Linked DNA regions of Drosophila melanogaster: region 1 is linked to region 2. Evidence: chromatin contacts called from public Hi-C data. All regions are on one chromosome and are shown on one strand. The core of a region is the stretch at or near the end of the contact, and the rest is flanking DNA. Distances in the headings are between cores, read along the strand shown. Region 1 holds the start of Rab3GAP1 (RAB3 GTPase activating protein subunit 1). Region 2 holds the start of CG18131.

Region 1 (4,787 bases), core at 1,656-4,155, 110 kb after region 2:
CTCAGCTTCAGTTTCAGTTCGAAATCGATTTTAAGTCTCGTCTTGTTTTTATTTCGTTTGTACAGAAGCTTCAATCGAATATTTGCGTGCTAAGTTCTGTCTTATGTTTATGCTTTCTACTTTCAGTAAGATTTTAATAAAAGAATATATTACACACTTTTGGTTTTATTCACACTTTTTTGGTTTGTATTGCTTGCCAGTCGAGCGCCTGTACATCGATGTATATAGAAGTTTGTAGGCTTAAGCGTTCGAAACGATTTGGGTTCATCATTATCATAGCCTTAACATTATCATTGTCGTTGGAGGGACGCGTCCGGACAAACAGTCCGGTCCAGTCCGGGCGAAACACAGTTGACAGTTAACAATATTTAGTGCCCGTGGGCGGGACTCCCGCTGGGAGCCATAACAAGTCCATGTCTGGCACTAGATACTTAGTGCAGTAAGCTAATATCTACTCTATACTCTACACACTAGCCCTAAAACATAGTTATAGGCGAGGCTTTGAGCATTAGACCAGTAAGCACAATTTAGGTGGAAAACGGGAGCAATTATTTAGAACAGAAGTAAGCAAATACTCCAATAAAACTAGGCAATAAATTCAGAGAAAAAAAACTAACTAAATATGTTTCCGTTGAACGTTTCACTTTAAAGCAAGCCTAAGGAGAAGTAGAGGAACCAATATCCGCAATTAGCATAAGAAACTTTAAATCAAACTTAGTGTTAGCGTTTACAATTTAATTCAACTGCCTTAGCACACTGAGAAAAATGATAAAACGAAACGGGAGGAGAGCACGTGCTTAAATTTAGTTTAGCTGCACTGGAAGAAAAACGATAACCGAGCGATGAGCAATATTAACGATAATCGGTGACACCAAAACTGCCAGCCACAAAAATATATACATCCTTTAACTAGGAGAACAGTGGAGCACTTACCCCGAAAGGAGCTCCTCTCTAGGATAACACTAAAAACGAAGACACCAACCGATTTTGAGGAGATAACACCACCAATTCAACGCAGTTAGAGTTATAGTACACGATTCCATATTAAATGTGCGTTATACTGTTAAATGTAAATCCAATTCAAGTGTTAACTTTGCGGCTTCACAGATTAGCAACTAAATTTACTAGACAATTTACGAAACGTTTCGTTTTTGGTCCTTAGTTCGTACGCATCAAGTTCCGAATAAAGCATATTTTTGTTACTATCTGTCGGCTGATATGGCGTTTTACTTACCCGGGCACCATGAGCGAATTATCCCACAGCAAACGGAGCTGGCGGGTGAAGGCCGCCCATACCTGGGCCATGCCTTCGACGCTGCCTAGGTGGGCGTGGCAGGTGGCCAGCAGACAACTGAGGCGACAGACCAACGAATCGGGAACAGCACTCTTAATCCGCATGGGGTCGAACTGAAAAATGGCAAAAATGAGGTAAGAAGTATAGTTTAACTACAAAATGATTATTGGACTGCAGACTAGACTATCATTTCTCGAAGCTTCACTCACCTTATCCGTAAAGTTCTTTTTGGCGTAGGGGAACAACGCCATCTCGGGATGCATATCGGGGAACAGATACGCCAATAGCTCGCTCAACTCGCTTTCGGTCATGGGACCAGGTAGTCGCTTGGTTAATCCCGCCTGCGAGGGCAACTCAAAGCTGCGTTCCCTACGCTTGGTCAGCTTGTGCTCCGTAATGCGGTCCAAGGGATTTGACGCGGCCTCAGCTCCGCTGCTAGTGCCGGAGAAGTTTCTGCCCACAAAGGACTCCAGGGACCTGGTAACCTCGGCCACCGATTGGTAATCCCTTAGGCAGCAGGAGAGATAGGAAGAGGCCTCAACTGATAGGTAGATTTTTCCCAGCGGAGCTTTGGCGGGCACAAAGTCACTCCTCTGTTCGCTATCAAAGGCCACGTGCTCGGACAGCTCTGGCCAGGTGTAGACCAGGTAGATTTCCGTGCGGGACTCGGGCTTGTAGCCATGTGGGAGGGCACAGAACTGCTGTACTTCCAGATGCGAAACTTCTCCATCCACTACGATATCCTCGGAGCTGAGGCCGTGGTCGAAGGGCACGTACATGGGCATGCGGATGCGCATGGTGTCCAGAGCGTAGGTGGTGCAAACTGAAATCATGGCCGCCTGGGTGTAGGAAGTAGGCACCTTTTCCCTGAACAGGGTAAGCAAACCCATCAGAAACCGACATTCTGGCGGGGCTTTCTCCAGTCCAATCAGCCTGAAATTGGTTCTCAGAGCAGGAGCCAGGGCCACGCCCGTATAGTAGTTCCATTTGGGATCGTAGATCTGGACGAAGATGGGCACTAAGCTCTGAACTTCGGCAGACACAACGGCGACGGCGCTCAGGAAGAAGTTGAACTCCGAGGTGGACCTCATGTAGTTCAGAGTTGGATTCACGGGGTGCAGGACAATGAACCTCCTTAGCCCGTAGATCCTGGCCAGAATGTGCAGCTCCTGTGAGCTTCTTATTGGAGGACCAAAGCTATTCCCAGTGGACATGAGATCATGGTGGCAACTGGTGCGTTGCAGGCAGGTGATCTCCTTCGCCTCCGCTCTGACGAGTTCCTCATCCTCCAGTATGGCCTGGTGATACTCCACCTCAATGCCATTCCTCAACATGTCCAGCTTCTCCCGCTCCACCTTCCAATTGCAGCTGAAGATTTCTTCGGATTTAAGATTTCTGGTCTCGGAATCCGACGATACGTCCCATTTTTGAAGGATTTCGCCCAGCTGGGCGTTGAACACCTCCCAGTCGGAATCCGCACTGAAGTTCTCCCGGTAAAACTCGTTATCGTCGATTTCTTCGGCCATTTTACAGGAATTTAAAGGCGTAAATAAACAAAGGACAACAAACTAAAATCGTAGACAACAATGGACAGCGTTGCCAGAGCGTTGTGATCGGCCATATCAGCTGATGGTTAGGGCTGCCATCGGAAAGAGTGTTGGAAAGGAACCAAATTTTTGTTATTTATTTAAACTTAAAAATAACTTAAGGACCACCTATTTATATAAGTAGCTTGAAATTGGTCTTTTAAGTTGGCAAGTGCGCTCCAGTAATTCATTAATTATTTTGAACTAACGGAGCTTAGTATTTTTCTAAACGGACCGCCGAATTTGAAACTTTTCTTGTCATCCATCCCTGCTTAACATCAAAAGATCTGGCAACTCACGACTCGCAACCAAACAGCTTTTTGTTTACCAAATTTTTAATTTTGTCTTTGCGAAGGGAAATTTAATTACATACGCAATGTTTGCGGCTAAGCGAGTAAGGGCCCGTGCGAAGAACTTCACCATTGAGGAGGAGGAGATCCTGGAGAACCTGATCCTGGCGCATCGCGACGTGATCCGCAACAAGCAGAAGGATCCGGCCATTTGGAGGAAGAAATCGGAGGCGTGGAAGCAAATTGAGGCGGACTTCGCCATTCAGACCGGAATAGAGCGTTCTTGGCAGGCTCTGCGAGAGAAGTACACCAACAACCTGCGGATGATGCGAAAGAACGGAACACTGAGTGACGAGGAGGCAAAGACTGACAATGCATCAGATTCGGTGCAGAATTTGTCCATTTCGGGAGTTTCTTCGCTGGCTGCAGCTGCTGATAATGAAGAAAGTGAGTAAAGGATGGCAGGATCAAAAGCATGAACGTGGTAGTTGACAAGATGTACCTTAATAGTCTTACCATGATAGGTTCTTCTACAGCAATATTTCAGTGCTTTATCTCTAATAAACTCTAAAAACATCTTGCAGGTAGTACCTATTTCGAATCGGAATTGAACCGAAAAAGCCTCAGAAGCGCCTCTACCGAAGTCAAGCTCGTGCCGAATAACTCAAGCTACTCAGTTGACAGACCAAACTACTCAGCTCTGAATGTAAATGAAGAGTCAGTCGATGTGAGCTCAGAAGAGGATGCCACGAATACCCTGAAGGATGAAAAAGTCGTTCTGATCAGGCTGCAACAGGAGTACTATCGATGCGAAAACGCCCGGGCAGCCGAGAAGCACAAGCTTGAGATGGAGAAGCAGAAATACGAGCTGGAGCAGCGAAAGGTGGAGCTGCGCAATATGCGCCTGAAAAACGAACTTCTCGAAGCGGAAATACTCGAAAAACGACGCAAAGTCGCGCAAAGCAAGGCTTCATCCTAAGGAATTGCTAGCTAGGATAAGTTAATTTATTCTTGTCTTCATAATGTCAGTGCTCTTCAGTAATTACTATAGTCCTAGTTAAACAAAAGATTATCGAAAGAAACTCATGTACACTCCTTGATTTTTGAAACCAGAAGCAAACAATTACATCTTCAAAAGATTTAATAATGTCTGTCAAACTTCTAAAGATTCGTCTACATTTTAACAAGTAAGCTGGATTTAGGCTGCTGGATTTAAGCCCTTCACATTTATTCCTCCTCAGTTCGAATGAATTGCTCGTTTATGCTCGGTCGTTCTGTTTGGTTGTATTTATTAATTTACATCGATCCATTCACTATGCAGTTGGGGGCTTAAACGATAACAGCTCCTCTAGCCGACCACGAGAAGACCCTCGTTGGGGAACTCGTGGGTGGGCACCTCCAAGTTGAGGGGCGCGGGTCCCTTGCGGATCCTTCCGGAGGCGTCGTAGTGGGAGCCGTGGCAGGGGCAGTAGTAGCCACCCCAGTCGCCGGCGTTCGCGATGGGCACACAGCCCAGATGCGTGCACACTCCGATGACCACCAGCCACTCGGGCTTGATCACACGTTGCTAAAGAGGAAATGGGTAACAGCATTAGCGAATCGACCCACTCCACGGTA
Region 2 (5,155 bases), core at 1,374-3,873:
CTACGGTCCGTTGACCTATACAAATGTGACCGAGGCCAAGTACTGGAGCTTCAAGCTGGACTTCATAGCGGTCCATGGCAAGGGTTCCAGGAGCTCCCGCACGGGGAACAAGGCCATCATGGACACGGGAACCTCCCTGATCGTTGGTCCTGTCCTGGAAGTCCTCTACATCAACAAGGACATCGGAGCCGAGCACAATAAAACCTATAACCTGTACACCGTCGCCTGTGAATCGATTCCCCAACTTCCGATCATCGTCTTTGGCATTGCTGGCAAGGAGTTCTTCGTGAAGCCACATACCTACGTCATCAGGTACGATAATTTTTGCTTCTCCGCCTTTATGGACATGCTAGGCCTGCAGTACTGGATACTCGGTGATGCCTTCATGCGGGAGAACTATGTGGAGTTCGATTGGGCTAGGAGAAGAATGGGCATAGCACCGGCTGTATGAGGGGATTATTCATTTTATTATGACTATCACACCTTGCGTGATAAGTGAATTTATTTAAAAAAATATTCGGACTATAATTTGGTAAACAAATATTACCAATTGTATAAATGGCAATGACAGAAAAAAATTCAATTACATTGTAAAAGTTGGACAAATAAATGTGAATTGTTAATGGGCGTTAATTCCGATCGATTGGACATTAGGAAATCTGACCTCTTAGCTATTTGGTGTTACTTGTGGGTTCCAACTTGATGTTCCTTTCCATTTTGTGCGGTTTGCTGACCACCGTTGCCCCCATAAATGCCACGTGGCATGCGAGGCTGTTGCTGCTGCTGCTGCTGCTGCTGATGCAGCTGTTGCAATTGTCGCAGCTGCACTTGTTGCTGAAACTCCAGATTCTTGTAGATCATGGCTGCAGCAGCAGCAGCATTGTTAGGAGCCTGAGGTTGTTGCGGGGCAGCCTGTTGCGAGTGTTGCTGGTTGTGCTGCGAAGCTTGACGCAGATTTCGAGCGATCAATTGCTGATACAGCAGAGCAAAGTCCTTGGGATTGGCGTTGGACAATGCAGCTAGATCCCCGACACTTGGACGGTGAAGCTGCTGCTGATACTGCTGTTGCTGCTGCTGCTGCTGCTGCTGTTGCGGTGGTGGCTGTGGTGCCACCTGCTGCTGCTTTTGTGGCATGTGGATATGATGGTGGCTGCGTGGCGCATTCAACTGCGGCTGTGGCGGCGCTTGGTGTCGCATCTGATGGTAAAACTGGGGAAATGGTATCTCATTGAAATTTTTAACCGAGTTGCGATTGTGGCTTTCGGTGCCAAGTTGACGATGTGGCTGCTGCTGTTGATGTTGCTGCTGTTGCTGTTGATGTTTCTGCTGTTGATGCTGATGATGTTGCTGCTGATGATGTTGCTGCTGATGATGTTGCTGCTGCTGATGTTGCTGCTGATGCTGAGGGATCTGTCTTTGTTGTTGCTGAAAGCCGCTCTGAAACACAAAATAAATGTATGGCAGTTAGCATAGGATATTTATAGTATGTGAGATAGATACGCAATTCTAAACTATTTTCAAAAAAAACCCGATAACCGTTTAATAGATTCGCGCCTGGTTGCTCATAGCTTACCCCCGGCAAGTTGGAGGCAGCGCCTTCATGTTCCGGAGTAGCTTGTCTTCTTTCATATAGAGGCACCGACTTGACGGATCGTTCGTATCCCGGGTGGGAACTCCAAGCTTGACTCACCATCGGTTTCAGGCCCGCAAGGCAGCTGGCCATGTCCTTGGGAAAGTCAAGGAAGCTCTCCCCGAACAGGGAGTAGTTTTCGGCGGCCTTGAAGTAGTTATGAGTGCCGTTCTCCGGGTAACCGATGGTATCTCCGTAGAGAACGCGCTCCACCTCGGTTACGTAAATGCTGGCACTGTCGACGGCCGCTGGCTTGCTGACACTTTCGCTGGCCGCTGGCTTGCTGGCAGATCCCATTTCACACCCCGTTCCTGATTCGCATCCACTTGGAAAATTGGGCACAGCTTCCTCAGACGCCTCCACGAGACCCAGGGAAATGTCGTTGGATGTTACGCCCCATATTTTCTTGGCCAGCTGACTGGATATGTTGACTGAGGAGGGGTAAATTGGTAGCATTATAAGCATCAATGAGACCCTGAAGTTCACTCGAAAGTTCTACCTTGAGTGGCGGCCGCAGTCTCATCTTCGTCTAGGTCATTAGATATAAGCTGGCTCTTGTTGCTGGCATTCTCGGACATCGTGCGGCTTCTAAAAACATAAACTATAAATTTGGAGGAACGAACAATATGCCTGACTTCAATAAAGTTGATCAACCGTCGCCTGCTGTGTACCGCAGCTCACTGAATAAAAACAATAGAAAAGCCTTGGTAATCGAGCAAAAGCCCAGTCAATATGCACCCAGTTTGTTTATGAAGACTGGCTTGGATTACGCAGTAAACAATTAATTAACTTACCCCGCACCACAACGAACGTCACCTACTGGCGAAGTGAAGCAAGAAGAAAAGAAATGTGACCGGTAAAAAAGATTCTGGCATAAGGATGATGGGCAGCACTGGACTATTTTGCAACACTGATTGGTTGGTCTTAATGTTATTAAAGAAAAGCCTTCAGATATGGCAGTTAAATATGATATGACCATAATAAGAGAGTTCATTTAAATATCTAACTCATAATCGGAATATTTAGGAAACTATGTAAATATCAAATCATGTTCATACGTGTGACCGCAATGTGACCGTTCATATGTGTGTAGCCGCCCAACAAAGAGCTTCTAGTAAATTTAAATAAGTGCTTGACGTAAAAGTGTCATCAGAATTAGTATAATATATCAAGGATAACTCGGTTTATTTCACTATTTGTAGTTCCAACTCGTGCTTTTTCATTTCATCAATAACAGTAGTATTTTTATTTAAAAGTTTTAACAAAGCCGTACACGAACATTTTACAATGGGTCATAAGCTAAACCAGAAGGACATCACATGGACTTAAAGTTAGATTACGGGCTCTGTGATCGCGTAACAAAATCCTGCTCCTGCGCCGCACAATTTCACTGGTGGCAGTTGTAAAAGAGTTGGGGTGCAACTGGAAAAGTAAATTAATGTAAATATGTACTTATTTTTGTGGACTAAGGTCGGTTCCTACACATTTTCGGTGCTGTTGTTGCCGCAGTTCCCATGCTCGTTCCATCCCCAGGTGTAGACCTCTCCTGCCGTAGTCCTCAGTAGACCGTGCTCGGCGCCCATGTGAATTCTGGCAGGACCCTGATCCTCAGGAAGCTTCAGGCGAAGTGGCGTGGGTATTGCCTGCTGTTCGCTGAACGAACCCATTCCCAGCTGACCGTAGCAATTGCGACCCCATACGAGGATCTCGTTGTTTTTGAGCACAGCTGCATTGTGGGTCCAACCCACGGCCAACTGACGCACATCCTCCTCAAACTGAAAGGCGTTGGACTGGCCAAACTTGTTGTCACCCAAGGTAAGGATTCTTTTGGTGCTGCCTCCACCCGTTTCGCTTAGATCCGCGCACTTGAGCACCATGTGGTTCTGACCACTCGAAATGGAAACTATCCGCAGTTCGTTGGGATTGTGGACCTGTATCTTCACCGTATTGCAGCGGTGCAGGCAGGTGGCCGTGATATCCAGCTCGATGGGCGGAGGGTCCATAATCCTCAATCGTCCGAAAACGTAGATTTTGTTGTCTTGCGTAAGGACGGCACAGTGGCGCAGGCCGAAGCTGATCCTCTGGGCGGGTTCTTCGCGTGGAAGCTTTACTGGCATTGGTCTTCTCACGGCAGTAAAGCCGCGCTGACAAATTCCCAGCTGCTGAAAGGCATTGGAGCCCCAGACAAACAGGCGTTTGGTCAACGTGATGGCTCCCGAAATGTCCCAGCCACAGCTAATGGTTTCCACAGGAACATCCTGTAATTTTATTGTTAGAGATTATGGGTTTCTAGGAGAAGCGATCATAGGCTTACTCACCCCGAAGTATTCCGTGGGGATCATCTTGAACTCGCTGTGGCACTCCTCCGTGGAATCCAGTCCCAGTTGACCACGATTGTTCCATCCGCAGGCATGAATCCGTCCGCTTGTGTCGAGGATGAGAACATGGCCACCACCTCCACGAATCAAGCGAACCTGGGCGGGGGCGAAGGAGCACTTGGCCACCCGTTGCGGTGTCATGCACAATTCGGACTCAAAGCCAAGGCCGAGCTGGCCGTGAGAATTGGCACCCTAAGACATGGCGAAAAAAGGGGCGAGAACCCAAGCCAAGGAAATCACTCATTAATTTGCAATGCAAATGCACCGTGGCGATGTCTCTGTTTCTTTCTTGTCATACCCTTGCAGAGAGTAATGTAGTTTCAGACGCAAGTTGATAAGCAATTATCGTTAGAATGGCTAAGAGATATAAAGATATTAGGCTTCTCAGATAGGCTTTTTATATAGTATAAGAAAAGTGGTAAAACAATGATTTCGAAGGTTTAACGAGGACTTGAATGATATGTTATAGGAAGTACTACGTAGTAGTTGGCCTTTAGGTAAGATATTGGTTTTGGATCTACAGGTGGCACAGAGATACGATTAATTCGAACCAACTCGTTCTCTGCAAGGGTATTTCAGTGGTCGGCTCCTTATCGAGAGTTCTACTGCGGCTCCTACCCAGGCGTAAACCTCCATTCTGGTGACCACCAGTTGCTCGTTTCGCGCCGAACTTCCGGTTGCTGTTCGTCGCCGCGATTTTCCGGGTGATTTAATGCACCGCAGTCACGCCAGGAATGCGCCTGCTGATCCGATGGTTTCGACTCCTCGATGGCCTCCAGTTGGCTCCGAAAGCGCTGCTCTGCCTTTGCCAGCACATGTAAAACTGAGGCTTGGTTCTGCTTTGGATTTACTTTTATATTTCGCGTTCTATTAGTTTCAGCGTCGCATGCTAAAATGTAAACAATGCAAATGAGGCAGCGTTGCCAGATCTTGGCGCACAGCTGTTTGGCTTACATGACTCTGCTAGATAACAGACACATGTGTACTTTTTTTACTTTCCCGCCAATATGACATTTAAATTAGGATAACTGCTTAATATTTGTGCTCAGCGCCTCTCAGCAATATGTAATTAATATTTAAATCATAGCACGGCTGACCTCCTAGGACCCAACTAATAACACTTTGCTTCCATTTAATGTCTCATTTG

Evidence for each region. Hi-C and Micro-C count contacts between places; a contact is called where the count stands out from the background.
Region 1: a contact with region 2 is called in a Hi-C map of the S2 cell line, with 2.5 times the contacts expected there. A contact is called at or near these places in 26 of 107 Hi-C or Micro-C datasets (the Clone 8 cell line, the D17-c3 cell line, the Kc167 cell line and 9 more) and 1 of 7 datasets of targeted methods (the Kc167 cell line).

The regions. Positions count from the first base shown.
Region 1 is chr2L:1,608,252-1,613,038 of dm6, forward strand. Rab3GAP1 (RAB3 GTPase activating protein subunit 1) reads right to left here and starts at 2,906. Exons shown (of 5, transcript NM_134764.3): 1 at 1,504-2,906; 2 at 1,235-1,407. The coding sequence starts at 2,820. CG14352 reads left to right here and starts at 3,159. Exons shown (of 2, transcript NM_134765.3): 1 at 3,159-3,617; 2 at 3,755-4,325. The coding sequence starts at 3,257. The coding sequence ends at 4,149. haf (hattifattener) reads left to right here. Exons shown (of 10, transcript NM_001272945.2): 10 at 1-1,138. It overlaps RFeSP (Rieske iron-sulfur protein), which reads right to left. Exons shown (of 3, transcript NM_001272947.1): 3 at 4,178-4,737. The coding sequence ends at 4,519.
Region 2 is chr2L:1,497,985-1,503,139 of dm6, forward strand. It overlaps CG18131, which reads right to left and starts at 2,624. Exons shown (of 4, transcript NM_164422.3): 1 at 2,425-2,624; 2 at 2,130-2,218; 3 at 1,574-2,061; 4 at 471-1,437. The coding sequence starts at 2,208. The coding sequence ends at 682. It overlaps CG7420, which reads right to left and starts at 4,920. Exons shown (of 4, transcript NM_001272942.2): 1 at 4,627-4,920; 2 at 3,949-4,200; 3 at 3,115-3,888; 4 at 2,800-3,052. The coding sequence starts at 4,644. The coding sequence ends at 2,930. It overlaps CG31661, which reads left to right. Exons shown (of 1, transcript NM_164420.2): 1 at 1-599. The coding sequence ends at 451. It also overlaps asRNA:CR44064.